Regions from separate parts of the Mus musculus genome. Here region 2 is linked to region 1. Evidence: chromatin contacts called from public capture Hi-C data. All regions are on one chromosome and are shown on one strand. Each heading gives the region's core, a stretch centred on a gene start, on an enhancer-like site or on the middle of the called end of the contact. The rest is flanking DNA. Distances are from core to core; before and after follow the strand shown.

Region 1 (4,587 bases), core at 746-3,245:
ATGGCCTAGTCGGCCATCACTGGAAAGAGAGGCCCATTGGACACACAAACTTTATATGCCCCAGAACAGGGGAACGCCAGGGCCAAAAAGGGGGAGTGGGCGGGTAGGGGAGTGGGGGTGGGTGGGTATGGGGGACTTTTGGTATAGCATTGGAAATGTAAATGAGCTAAATACCTAATAAAAAATGGAAAGAAAAAAAAAGAATATCATTAATAAGAGACAAGTAGCTAAAAGCTGTAACAGGTATTTTTATAGGTTCAAATGCTCATAATAATCTCTGAAACAATCACCAACTCTGTGCCACCTCTTTACATCAATCGTCCCCTCTTGGGGAAACCATGGACAAATCTCTCCCACAAAATCTAAAAATTTCTTCAAATCCATTTTCTTAACCCTAGTTCCTCCGCTTTTGAGTGAGTCCTTGAGCCCTGTCGCAAAAAGCAACTGCTTAGAAAATGTTTGTCCCATGTCTTACTATATTTCTCCTAAGATCTGCACTGCATGATGTTCTCTCTCCCAGATTGTCTGTCTCACCGTGGGTTGGACCATGGTATCATGTCAAACTGAAGCTGCTCTCTGGCACTTCCTGAGATGAGTGGGTATGTCTACCCTCCAATAGTGAGCAGCGTTCTCTTCCTCAGATATCCCCGGGGAGCCCCACATTCTGGGCACCAGATTGCACTGACCCACAGGACAGTCGAACAGGGACTTGAGGGGCACCTAGAAGAGAATGGGGGACAAGAAACACAAAGAATGGACAGCAAGACAAGATATCCTGATCAAGCTGACAGATTTTTATTTTTCCCACACAGGTTATATACTCATAGAAGCAGGAAGGGGGTAGAGGGGGGTTGCTTTGTCTCTGGGTAATGCACCTGTTCCCAGGAACAGGATATTGACTGGGTAAACCGTTTACCTATGCACAAGATTTATAGCTATTTGTTCTCCTCTGACTTCAGGATCTATGTCTATTTGTACTCAGCTGGACTAGTACTTTCCCACAGAGGCCAGGACTTTATGCCAGCAAGCAAAGCAGCTAACGTTCTAACAAGGTCACTCCCAACAAAACACAACATGCCTCTTTGCAACTAGGTCACAGGAGACAAAGGAGAACAAACCTGATTCAATCCTCACAGTGATCCTAACAAGTGAAAATGACAACCCTCAATTTCCCTACATGAACTTGAGGAGCCTTGAGATTCAGGGAAGCCAGGATTCTCAATTCCCACCCACACGATGATTTCCATAAATGAGCACACTGTGCACAGAATCCAGAAAGTTCAAAGATGCTGTCTTAGAAAACTGGACTACCAGCAAAGAACCAAAACTGGCCACTGGGACCCTGCTGGTCTCATGTTCCAGGCTCATCTCTCCCTGATGTACTAGGAGCATGGTGAACATTGTTAAAACTACCACTAAACACATGCTAAATTGATACTAGTCTTAGTAATAAGGCCTTTTTCCTAATGTTTATTTTACCAGTGCTGAAGTAAAAGTGTTAGAAGATAAGGCAACTGAACTCCTTAACTGGGAGCTCTTAGACTCCTCTGTGGGGCTCCTTTGAGAAAATGACTGTTAGTCAAATGGCCAGCTAAATTTATACCAGTACTGATCATTTTGAACAACATACAAACATTGAGAAAGCTACACAATAATTGTGCCACTTGCCTCTAAAACCACTCTAGCTCTTCAAGTCATAGCCACAGCCAAAAGTGTCTCAAACAATTAGAAGCAGACTGCCCTTGCAATTTGAGGCCAAAGAAACATCAGAGGCCATTGAGGTTTGGTCTGTTACTATGTATTACGATGCTAAATTCTGTATTCCAAAGTCTAGTTGCTGCACAATGAGTGAATTCTTCTGTATGCCAGCTTTTGTTGTGCAAACTTTGTTTCTGAATTTAAAACTATTCATTGAATAAAGTTGTCTACCACCTGTAGCAGGGCAGAAAAGAGATAGGAGGGGCTTCAGTTCCTGGGTTAAGGTCAGAGGCAAAGATCACAGAGAGAGGAGAAGAGGAAGGAGAAAGGTATTATGAGGGAGGTAGGTGGTGAGCGTCTGGCCTTGAGAACTGGCCTGTTGGAGTAGGAGTGGCCTAGGTAGAACAGGACAAATGATATCTCAGGGTTACTGATAAGCAAGTAGACAAACTAGCAAAGAGGGTTGAAAAGTTTTGTTTGCTTTATTTGGCAACTAAATGGTCTAAGGTGGGGTAGAAACTCCCAAATAATATTTACCACAACAGAGGAACTCTAGCCTGGCACAACATGGACAATATAATGCTTCTCATAAACACAATTCTGTATAAATGCCTACTGATGCTGGAGATCAATATCTTTCTGATTAGATTAGCAAGCTATTGTGCTCACTTTATGAGTCAGCTGGGAGGCATCTTTCTATGTTAGCTGTCTCCTGGGATTGCAACATTAGACTCAAACAGCCTCTCACTAGAAGTTGTTTCCTGCCTGCCTTTGTAGAGCAATCTAAACAGGTCACCAGAAGGAAGTATTGGTAGCAGTGACAGAAGAGGTCGAAACCACAGTAGAGCTGAGACTTGACAATGGTAGAGCCACAAGGGCCACTGATGGTTAGACAATGGCGATGACTGGACCATGGAAGAAACCAGAAGCCTTGAGAACAGTGATAACAGACTCAAGAGGACTCTCCAGTGTCCATGACAGGAACATACGGAAATCATCAAAAATAGCAATAAGGGGTAACATAAAAGCAGTGCTGACAACAGCAGTAGATTTCAACAGCAGAGAGACATAAAGGGGATAGAGATAGCAGTGGCCACCACTAGAGAAACAAAAGCAACTGACTCTTTAAAGGACTAAGATGTTAGACACTCCATGTGAAATGTGAATAAGCTATTGTCAACTCCTGGATAACTCTGACCTCCTATGTATACACAGGATGTGTACATACAAAAACATGCAGAGGTCAGAGCTCCTTTCTGTGAGCTAAAGTAACCCAGATCATGCCAAACAACACCCTGGCATATATAAGTCAATAATTACTCAAGTCAGTCACCCTACCATCACCTCCACTGAGTCTGTCTTGTGGGCCAGGCAGCTGCACAGATTATGATAACTATCTGCAAGAGAATACACAGTCCAAAGCAGCCATGATCAGCATACCACATCCAACTGCAGCCCCAGGGACAGAAGCTGCCATGATTGGCATGGATATCTGCCTCAATTCCTCTGAAGTGAGGATTGCCAGCTCTGCTAGGACAAAGCCACACATCAATCCCAGCCACACATCAATCCCAGTAGACTTTAAGGCTCATTTTCTACATCATTGCATTTTCCAGTAAGGCCAACTGAGAACCTGAAAGATTTGTGAATCTAAAATGGACAAAGTAAAGATATGACAACCCTGGAGTGTTAATAATTTCATATATTTATGTCAACTAGGAGATAAATGAAGGCTAGATGGACACGCTAGTCAATGGAACAGTACATCTTACGTTCTAGGATAGAACCCTTTTAAAGTTAGTGGGTACCACATGCTGCCTTGGCTTTTAGAACAGAACATGCTAAATATATTCCCAACTCAGCCTTGTCTATCCACAGCTGCCGGCACATAGGAGGACTGGGAACCCTTGCCTGTTGTCTACTCAGGCTATTCAAACCCACTGACTCAGCATCACTGGGCAAAGGACTGAAACACCATACTTTTGTCCTTTTTCCATGCCTACTACTAAGGAGCGTTTTATTTTGTCTGTTTTGTTTTGTTTTGGTTTTACTCCTGTTTTTTGGTGATGGTGCCTTTGTTTTGTTTTATCTTTGTCCAGGGGCACTGGCTCACTTGACACTGCCATACCTTCTGCCTCAGATTTCCAAAATGTTTTTGAGCCTAAGCAAGCAACAAGAAGCCCAATAGATCAGCATCTCAGTATGCCTGCTCTACAGAGCAGTCCAGTGGCTGCAGCACAATGAGGAAAAGATACATGGGTGGCCACATGGGAGATGTGGTCTAGGGCTCAGGGGAAGTGCAGCAATGACAAGAATGAATTTATGAAATTCCTAGCCAAATGGATGGACCTGGAGGGCATCATCCTGAGTGAGGTAACACATTCACAAAGGAACTCACACAATATGTACTCACTGATAAGTGGATATTAGCCCAAAACCTAGGATACCCAAGATATAAGATACAATTTGCTAAACACATGAAACTCAAGAAGAATGAAGACTGAAGTGTGGACACTATGCCCCTCCTTAGAATTGGGAACAAAACACCCATTGAAGGAGTTACAGAGACAAAGTTTGGAGCTGAGACCAAAGAATGGACCATCTTGAGACTGCCATATCCAGGGATCCACCCCATAATCAGCTTCCAAATGCTGACACCATTGCATACACTAGCAAGATTTTGTTGAAAGGACCCAGATGTAGCTGTCTCTTGTGAGACTATGCCGGGGCCTAGCAGACACAGAAGTGGATGCTCACAGTCAGCTAATGGATGGATCACAGGGCTCCCAATGGAGGAGCTAGAGAAAGTACCCAAGGAGCTAAAGGGATCTGCAACCCTATAGGTGGAACAACACTATGAACTAACCAGTACCCTGGAGCTCTTGACTC
Region 2 (4,164 bases), core at 503-3,002, 550 kb after region 1:
GCACCATCATATATCTCTCCCTGCTTCTTTGCTGCAGACACAATGTGACCATTCACATTCATGCTCTTGTCACCATGCCAGGCAGGGCTGTATCCCTGTGGAACCAGGAACCTGTCCTAAACAAAGCCCTGCTTAAGTTGCTTTTGCCATGACTATCTTCTATCTGCCTGCCTATCACATGTCTGTCTATCTATCCATCCATTATCTATCTATCTATATCTATCTATCTATCTATCTATCTATCTATCTATCTATCTATCTATCTATCCTTTATCATTCTGGTTGTATGGGTATATGGCATGAATTTGGAGGTCAGAGGGTAACTTGCAGGACTTGGCTCTCTCCTTCAATTAAGAGGTTCAAAGGGACCAAATTCAGACCACCAGTATTGTGCAGCAAGCACTTTTACCAGAAGAGCCACCTTATTGGAATGTGTTTTAGAACCTTTCCTCCACAGATGCATGTGTACAAAACACACAAGAATCATGTATTTGAATTTGTTCCTCAGCCAAGATGTCTCATCCTGAACATGAAAGTAGATCTATTCTCAAGCAGTTCACACCAGGGGCAGTGGGCCTGGAGTAGCTTCCATTGGTCTGCCTGGGCTATATGGCCCAACACTAGATACTGGCATGTTTACACAAGTAAAATCTAACTGCTCCAAGATTTGGAGGCTGAAGTCCAATGTCAGGTACTGGTGGTCTGGTTTCTGAAGGTCTCTCTCCTTCCAGATAGCCACCCTCTCACACATTCCCACATAATCTCCTGGTGCTTGTACATTGCCAAAGTTCCCTGTTTAAAAGATAGCAATGTTACTGGAATAGAGCCATCCCTTTATCTTCATACCATCCTAAACACTTGGCCTCCAGATACAGTCATGTGCTGTGAAGTTTAGACCTTGGACATACTTGTGGGGGTGTGGGGGTACAGTTCAAGCTGTGCTCATCACTCTTCTCTGGAGGGAGTAGTTCTGATGCTTTCTAAGGGAATGTGCTTGTGAACACAGAAGTTCCTGTTTCCCAATTGATTTTTGATCAATCAATAAGGATGCTAGCAACCAATGTCTGGGCAGAAAAGGTGGGACTTCTAGGTTCCCATAGGTAGGGTGAGAGATGCAGGAGGAGGAAAGAAGGTTCACCATGCTTCAGAAGGAGAGAGAGTCACCAGCCATGAGATGTCTGGGTCAAGGTTTCTCTGAAATCCTGATTGTCCTGGAATTTGCTCTGTAGATCAGGTTGGCCTCAAACTCAAGAGATCCTCCTATGTATGCTACACCATTTCTGGCTTCATTTCTCATTCTTGATGCTGGACAGAGACTCCAGCTCAGGACCTACCCAGGGGATCATGAGGACAAACACTTTAGACACTACAGGAGTAAAATCTGCAGAACTCTGGGTGGCTGTGGCCATAGAAAGGTGAAGTGAATTAGTGCTCAATAGCCAGTCGTGCGGTTGTAATTCTAAACAGAGACTGCAATGTCTCCTTTAACTTTCACTGTCATTGATGTAGATGATGAAAGGCAGCTCTGAATGTCACACAATATACTCAAGATCACAATATTGGGAGGAGCATTTCTGAAACCACTATGTGCTCTCCCTATTTAGGCTGAAATGCACAGAGCAAGACTGCTGCAGGCCCTCTGGGCCCCTTTGTCTGCGTGGAACGGGTCTCTCGTCGCGGGTGGGCTAAGCTTCGGATGAGTGACAAACAGACGCACACAGGAGAGTCTGTATTAGATCTGAATGTAATGTCAAATCGAGCATCAGACTTTTTATGCAGAAGATAATAAGGAAGTTGGGTGACACACCAGCAAGGTACAAAGAGGTTACTGGATTCTTACATAAAACAGGAATGCAAACACAGAAGGTCTAACAGGAACCACCTGGGATAGAATTCATTGTTAACAACTGGGATCAAAAAGGGCTCCTCCTAAGATTCGCTTAATCTTAGAAGCCAGGGTCAAGGGCTTCATGCCCTTGCCATAGTTCCTATTTTAGTCTATTGTATAGTCCACCTTCCCCTTAGGCCATTATAAAAACGTGCGTATGGGTGTAACTCAGCTATAGTCTTAGAAGCCAGGTGTGAGGTCTTTACTCTCTTAGGGCAAGGGCTTTCACACCCAAGTCATGGTTCTAACTAGGGAGTTCCGTTCTAGCTAACCATCTCATGAATAATGCAATACTCTAAAACCACAGCCCGATCTACTTCCTAAACCATTGTAAATTCCTGTATATGGGAGTGACTTGGCTTTTATTGATAGTGTAATACCAGAGGCTATTCTGAATGTCACTGTCTAGCTCAAGGACGTTCTAAGACTGTTGGAACACTGGCAGAAGGCTTTAGCTATGTCAGAATTTAATCTTAAAAGGCACTTATAATAAAGAGAGCACGTGGATCCATCCACTAGACTAACTCGGGAATGGAAAATTTAGAGAGCACGCCAGACTCCAGGAGCGAGTTTCCGTGAAACTCTTTTGCCTCGAGAGTAGCTTTCAAGCCTCTCGGCTTGTCAAGCTGACTCAACCAGAGCACGTGGCACAAGACAAATGTCAGGCAGAGGAGAACCTTAGGTTAAACCAAAATGTGAATTCTTAAAACATCACAGAATACTTGTTTTAGAATAAATAATGTTGCAATGCATGTTTCATAAAGAACTCATAAGAGACAGGAAAACAAACACACACACACACACACTACAAGTAATCTAGTACAGTGGCATATACCCAAACCTGTAATCCCAGCAATGGAGAGAGTGAGGCAGGAGGATCAGGATGTCAAGTTCAACACTGGCTTCTACAAAAGAAAAGAATAGGAAATAAAATAAATGCTGTTTAAACAAAATATGGACTAATCTGTCCTACAATGATATATATATATATCATATATATATGATATATATATGATATATATATATTTGAAGTCCATCAAGGCTACCTGGGAACAGCTCCGTGCATAATTATTATTTTCTTTAATTTTTTATTAGATATTTTCTTCATTTACATTTCAAATGTTATCCCCTTTCCTAGTTTCCTCTCCGAAAGTCCCCTATACCCTCCCCCCCCCCCCCCCCCGCCCTGCTCCCCAACCCACCCACTCCTGCTTCCTGGCCCTGGCATTCCGCTGTACTGGGGCATATAATCTTTGCAAGACAAAGGGCCTCTCCTCCCATTGAGAGCTGACTAATCCATCCTCTGCTACATATGCAACTAGAGACACAAGCTCTGGGGGGAGGGGGGTACTTGTTAGTTCATATTGTTGTTCCACCTATAGGGTTGCAGACCCCTTTAGCTCCTTGGGTACTTTCTCTAGCTCCTCCATTGGGGGCCCTGTGTTCCATCCAATAGATGACTGTGAGCATCCACTTCTGAATTTGTCAGGCACTCGCATAACCTCACAAGAGATAGCTATATCAGGGTCCTGTCAGCAAAATCTTGCTGGAATATGCAATAGTGTCTGAGTTTGGTGGTTGTTTATGGGATGGATCCCTGGGTGGGGCAGACTCTGGATAGTCCTTCCTTCCGTCTCACCTCCAAACTTTGTCTCTGTAACTCCTTCCATGGATATTTTGTTCCCCATTTTAAGGAGGAATGGAGTACCCACACTTTGGTCTTCCTTATTCTTGAGTTTCATTTGTTTTGCAAATTGTAATATTATCTAACATCCAAATATGAAAGAAGTTCTGAAAAAAAATTGTGTGCTGTAGTCTTACTATTATCTAGTCTTCCACCCTGCCTGTGTACTTAATAAACTTATTTTTTTCCAGGAAGTAAAGGTATTATGGATATTCTGACATATTATACCATGGATGAAACTTAATGACATTATATACAGGGGCATAAGCCAGTCAGTTAAGGAGAGATATTGCTAGTTAAAGTCACAGATACAGAAAGAATGATAGCTGCCAGCAACAAGAGGAGACAGACATTAGGTGATAGACTCGATGGGGACAGAGTTTCCCCAGATGAAGTGAGGGAAGTTGGATAAGAATTCTTGTACTAGGCCGGGCGTGGTGGCGCATACCTTTAATCCCAGCACTCGGGAGGCAGAGGCAGGCAGATTTCTGAGTTCAAAGCCAGCCTGGTCTACAGAGTGAGTTCCAGGACAGCCAGGGCTATACAGAGAAACCCTGTCTCGAAAAACAAAAACAAACAAACAAACAAAAAA

The links. Capture Hi-C pulls out chosen DNA fragments and counts their contacts.
Region 2: a contact with region 1 is called in a capture Hi-C map of embryonic stem cells, with 5 times the contacts expected there. The contact joins two enhancer-like sites. A contact is called at or near these places in 1 of 115 datasets of contacts at active chromatin or transcription factors (embryonic stem cells) and 1 of 9 other capture datasets (embryonic stem cells).

The regions. Positions count from the first base shown.
Region 1 is chr4:144,823,021-144,827,607 of GRCm38.p6, forward strand. No RefSeq gene overlaps it. Among named protein-coding and RNA genes, the nearest start is that of Aadacl4fm5, 39 kb to the left of the region's middle. Within about 2 kb of position 1,996, at least 4 of the 459 cell types and tissues checked have an H3K27ac peak or open chromatin away from gene starts, as enhancers often do. A contact at or near this core is called in embryonic stem cells, where this site is marked.
Region 2 is chr4:145,375,874-145,380,037 of GRCm38.p6, forward strand. No RefSeq gene overlaps it. Among named protein-coding and RNA genes, the nearest start is that of Gm42346, 34 kb to the right of the region's middle. Within about 2 kb of position 1,753, at least 8 of the 459 cell types and tissues checked have an H3K27ac peak or open chromatin away from gene starts, as enhancers often do. A contact at or near this core is called in embryonic stem cells, where this site is marked.